Regions from separate parts of the Zea mays genome. Here region 1 is linked to region 2. The links are chromatin contacts, called in public Hi-C maps. All regions are on one chromosome and are shown on one strand. The core of a region is the stretch at or near the end of the contact, and the rest is flanking DNA. Distances in the headings are between cores, read along the strand shown.

What was found. A called contact is a pair of places that touch in the nucleus more often than the background predicts.
Region 1: a Hi-C map of leaf shows a contact between it and region 2, with 5 times the contacts expected there. The contact joins two enhancer-like sites. A contact is called at or near these places in 2 of 25 Hi-C or Micro-C datasets (ear and leaf).

The regions. Positions count from the first base shown.
Region 1 is chr10:29,972,788-29,975,487 of Zm-B73-REFERENCE-NAM-5.0, reverse strand. No RefSeq gene overlaps it. Among protein-coding and RNA genes, the nearest start is that of LOC100279532, 15 kb to the left of the region's middle. Within about 2 kb of position 1,352, at least 9 of the 20 cell types and tissues checked have an H3K27ac peak or open chromatin away from gene starts, as enhancers often do. A contact at or near this core is called in leaf, where this site is marked.
Region 2 is chr10:29,814,751-29,817,450 of Zm-B73-REFERENCE-NAM-5.0, reverse strand. No RefSeq gene overlaps it. Among protein-coding and RNA genes, the nearest start is that of LOC103640988, 52 kb to the right of the region's middle. Within about 2 kb of position 1,325, at least 7 of the 20 cell types and tissues checked have an H3K27ac peak or open chromatin away from gene starts, as enhancers often do. A contact at or near this core is called in leaf, where this site is marked.

The DNA of each region.
Region 1 (2,700 bases), core at 103-2,602, 160 kb before region 2:
ATAGAGCGTGCGGGGCGCCATCATTACTTGTCTGGCGGAGTGAGCCAGATGGGACGCCGGTCTTGTTCCCCGTAGCCTGAGTCAGCTTGGGGTAGGGTAATGATGGCGCCTCCTGTTGACGTGGTCGGTCTATGCCCTGGGTTGGGCGATGTGGATGCTCCTCCGAGGTCGAGGTCGAGTCTGTCTTCCGAGGCTGAGGTCGAGTCCGAGCCCCTGGGTCGGGCGAGGCGGAGACCGTCGGCTGAGGCCAGGGCTGAGTCCGAGCCCTGAGGTCGGGCGAAGCGGAGTTCGTCGTCTTCCGGGGCTGAGCCCGAGTCCGAGCCCTGGGGTTGGGCGAAGCGGAGTTCGTCGTCTTCCGGGGCTGAGCCCGAGTCCGAGCCCTGGGGTCGGGCGAAGCAGAGTTTCCTATGGCGCCTGAGGCCGGACTTGGCTGCTGTCAGCCGCACTCTGTCGAGTGGCACAGCAGTCGGAGCGGCGCAGGCGGCGCTGTCCTCTTGTCAGATCGGTCAGTGGAGCGGCGAAGTGACTACGGTCACTTCGGCTCTGTCGACTGGAGGGCGTGCGTCAGGATAAAGGTGTCAGGCCACCTTTGCATTAAATGCCCCTGCGATTTGGTCGGTTGGCGTGGCGATTTGGCCAAGGTTGCTTCTTGGCGAAGACTGGGCCTCGGGCGAGCCGAAGGTGTGTCCGTTGCTGGAGGGGGTCCTCGGGCGAGACGTAAATCCTCCGGAGTCGGCTGCCCTTGCCCGAGGCTGGGCTCGGGCGAGGCGTGATCGCGTCCCTCGAATGGACCGATCCTTGACTTAGTCGCACCCATCAGGCCTTTGCAGCTTTGTGCTGATGCGGGTTACCAGCTGAGATTTAGGAGTCTTGAGGGTACCCCTAATTATGGTCCCCGACAAAACTCGATTCACTAAGATCCTGTTTGGAAACAATCCAATTTTTAAGAAAACAGTTTTTATTTTTTAGCTAGAATAGGCTAGATTCTTGATTTTTAAAAAACTGTGAATCTAATTTTATAAACTGAGACATAAACTGATACGTTCGGAACCACATCAATTTTTATAAATCAGTTTCTTCAAAAATTGGATAGTCTCGAAGAGACCCTTTATTGTGTCCGTTTGATGAGAGGAGGGCGAAAGCATTTATTAGGCTCTTATACGGTACATAGGGCTTGTTTAGTTCGTTGCTAACTGCACACACTTTATCTAAGATTAGTTGTTTGAATTGAAGAACTAACCTTAGTTATAAAAGTTAGGCAAAGTATGCCCATAGACTCTTATACGGTACATTTATTAGGCTGGCCTAACGTGGATCGATAGCGACAGGTGACGTGGTCTGGCATACCACCGTAGTTATCGACCGCATTATTAGTGGCATCCATAGCTTCTGTCGATCCGTGGGTAGAGCTTGGGTGGGTACCGATTGATACTTACCGTCAATAATGACTATTATATTGGACCATTGGACCAGTAGCGATTATCTAACTTCAATATTGTTGATTTTGATTGATATGTTCAGTCGATATTGATCTGAAAATCAGTAGTGGTCGGCATTTTAGGTAAAGCACCTATTCGTTGCATGCATTTGTTTTGAAACGTTTGAAGTCCAAAAACTAAAAAAGGCTAAAATTTTAAATAATTATAAAATTCAGTTTATAAATAGAGGGTGTTTATGTTCATTCCCACCACATTCAACCATCTTTCTTTATTGTAGCCTCCCACAGTCCCACTTTCTATATAGCGCTCCTCCGTATAGATTGTATGATGCTCCTCCATATGGTGCTCCTTCTTCATTTTTCTCTTGTTTGGTTATCCTTCCTCACATGATACTCCTTCGTATGGTGCTCTTCCTGTACTTTGTTCTCCTACATCCACGATAATGCCTCTAAGTAGTGACAGTGATGACGTTTCAATCCAAACCGCTTGCTCTAATGCTCCACAATTCCAATGTCATAGAGACTGGATGACAAAAGGAGGATGAAAAGCTGGTAAGTACGCATATATATTTTTTGAAGTCCACATAATTGTTAGGTCAATAATGGTTTTTAGTTTATTTTCTAGTTCTAAATGTGGCTACTACACTTAATGTACCCTATTACTGATGGAAATAGTAAGAAGAGATCGATGTTCTAGGGACAAATAGCCAAACACATACAACTCACCACAAAAGCTCATTGCCACCACATCTCAAGCAGTTGAAAGATTAGTGGTCCATAAGCCACCAAAAGATCACCCTATTTAACAACATCTACAACTTCTTATACGTGGCTCGACCGAGTGGAGCAGATGATTCTATGTTGCTTGAAAAAGCTAAGACTTTTTGTAAGAAGCCCTGAGAAATCGAGTTGAATCTAGAGCACATGTGGCGTGCTCATCGCCAACAACCCAAGATGTACATGAAGTACACTGATGGGAGTTAAAATCTGTTCCAACTTGGACGGTGAGCATAGCGCATTGTCACATGAAAGTGTAGATGAACTATGCTCTATTGACCGTGATAGGGAAAAAGTTCAATGGAAGGGGAAGGGCCTAACAACATGTAACAATGAGTCCCCATCCACATCTAAGCAGAAAGGAATATTAAAGAAGCTTCCATAGGGTTAGTGAGAGGATTGACGAAACTAAATTATTTGAGCAATTTAACAAATTGCTAGAGCGTTTCGCCGCGGACATGGGCAAAGACAAGAAAAAGCCCCAT
Region 2 (2,700 bases), core at 76-2,575:
GAGGAGTATAAGTTTGATTAAGACACTTAGCCCTAAAGCTATTTGGAACCTAGAGAAAAGCTGGTCTAAAGTAGATCTGTCTGAAAGTGTGGATTTCAGACTTAGTGAAATTCAGTCTGAATTTCAGTAATTTGGGCAAGCTTTGCACCTCTGTAGTTTGGAATCTATGAGGGTTTAGATATGGGTCACTATGTCAAAGTTGTAGAGGAACTATAGGAGTATAAACTTTATTAAGCAACTGGCCCCTAAAAACATTTGAAACCCAGGAAAAAAGAGTGGTTCCAAGTGGTGCTGCTGTATTTCTGAATTTTCATATTTAAAACAGTAACTAGAACTGAGTTCAGTGTTTGATAGCAGTTTTGGGAGCTTGTTTGTCACTAATCCCTAAGGATTTGGGCTGAGAGGTCCATAAATGGATTGAAGACCATCTGTTGATGAATAACTTTCCTTAAGTGAGCTTGACATGACCCCATACAAAAATTGGAGTAAAACTTGCCCAAAAATGTCAGTGTGCACAAACTGAATTTTTGTGCAGATCACTGAAACATAAATTTACAGTTTGGTGCTCTGTTTGGAGCTCTATTGTGCCAAATCTTGGTAGTTTTGGACGAAGAACTTTATAGAAAAATGGAAGACCATATCTAGGAGAACAAACGTATTTAAGAAGTGTTGGGTTGGTGCTACACAAATTTGGGAGAGAAGTTAGTTCCAAGATGGGCTGTCAAGTTGCTTTGACTGAAATTTTGTTCAGTTTCTGAAACCTGAAATTCAGTGGATGGTGCCTAGTTTGGAGCTCTTTTGTGACCGGTTCCTAAGGTTTTGGACTATAGAATGTGTAGAGAAATTGAAGGTCTTATATTAGGAGACAAGTTTCTTATGGTGAGTAGGCCTAGTGCTGTGCAAAAATTTGGAGTAAAAGGTACCCAAAACCCTTTCTGTCAGACATATAAAGTCAATAGATGTTTCAGTTAGCTGAAACCAGAATCCAGTGAATGGGGCTCACTTTGAGCATTTGTAACTTCTGTTCTGCATATTTTTAACCTTCGATTTTTGTATAGATTGTGTTAAGGGCAGTGAGTTGCTATAAGAAGGATGGAGTATTAGGACCCTGAAATGCCTCTGTTAGTCCAGTGGGTCGAAGTTCAGTTGGTTCAGTATTGGGGCATGTGTTTGAAGAACATTCCAGTCACTGTGACGCTTTGTTGTTTCTGTCAAAGGGAGTATGAGGGGTGTTAGCACTTTATGAAAGGATGAGCTTGGACTTCAAATATCTGGGACCAAAGAGTTCAAACCTTATCCCAACTGCTGACTCAGTTATTGCTGTGCTGCTCTATCAAAACACCGCTGTTTTTTTTTTCAGTTTCTCCTCGCTGTAGCTTGCCCTTACGTGGGCGTGGATGCCTGGGCCACGTGCTCAGGTCCATGCAAACTTTAGCCATAACCTGTAGATGTCGAGATAGTAATGGATGTTAGAGCTGCTTCGGTTTATACCTTGCTGTGGTTGCCAAGGCAAAAGGGTGTTTCTCTTTCCCCTCGACTTGTGCTTCTTAGCTAGGTCCGGCTAGAGTTTTACCGTCCCTGTTTCTACGCCGTAGTAGCTTGGTCACGCAGTTCTTTCAGTCTAAACCCACCCCTTGTCGCCGTTGCCTTCCAAATCTAGTGACCACGCCGGCCGTCGCTCTACCCGAGGCCAGGATCCTTGATCGGGAACGGGGAACTTGCCGCCAGACCACGTCGCCGCAGATCGACGTCATAGACAGCCTCATCTCCAGCCGTTCAAACCACGTGTTCGGTGTTCCCCGAGTGATTTCGTGCACGCAACAGGAATTTGGTGAGTCTCTAATGCTCCCCGTGTACTTGGGAGAGGATTTACTGCGGAGATGTCTCGGGATCGGGTTCGCAGTCTAGGATATCGCCGGTAACGTGGCTGGAACTTTGTAAAAGAGTGGAATCCGAGGGACTTAAGTGAATCTGTCGGTGAGTAAGATAACAGTGGAAAGGGCCGATGTGGATTAGTTTGAGCGCGAAGGTCCTTTTTGCAAGATATGTGATGAGGGCGCGGGCTATTCGTTGTGGGCCAACTCTTTCTGTTACTGGGTCGGCTGGGCTAGGTTTTGGCCTAGTACTGTACTCAGTTTTATCGTTTTTTTATTAGCAAACTTGTAAATTGAGCTAAAAATCATAGAAAAATGATAAATTAATGGGACAAATTTTGTTGGACGTCTAATTTCATGACCTCTCTCGTAAAGTTGGTTTTAGGTTTTTTAGATTAATTAGCAAATTCTAAGTGAATTTAAGGTGCTCTTGGGAGGCCTATATTAATTTTATAAATAAGAGGATAACACCAAAAATTTTGAAATTTTTTTGGAGAGACTTGTTATCAGAAGTTAAAACTGTGGGCAAAAATTTGGAACTCGTTGGATGTGATTTGCTTAGTAAACTAATTATTGTCCAAAAAGAAAATGACTTCACCTATGGAATGAGGGCGGCTAATAGTTTAGTGAAGTGATGAAGTTGCTTAAAAAGCTTTAAGCTTTTGGATGAGATCTAAGATAGGTTAGTTCTCTGGTTTGTCTAAGTAATTCAATTTGGTCATTTTTAGCAAGTGTTGGTGATGTAGAACCATGTGTATGCTTGTCTTGTGTTTTAGTTTGTGGTGTTTATGTTCCCCACCTCTCCTTGTGAGAGTTTGCATTCCAT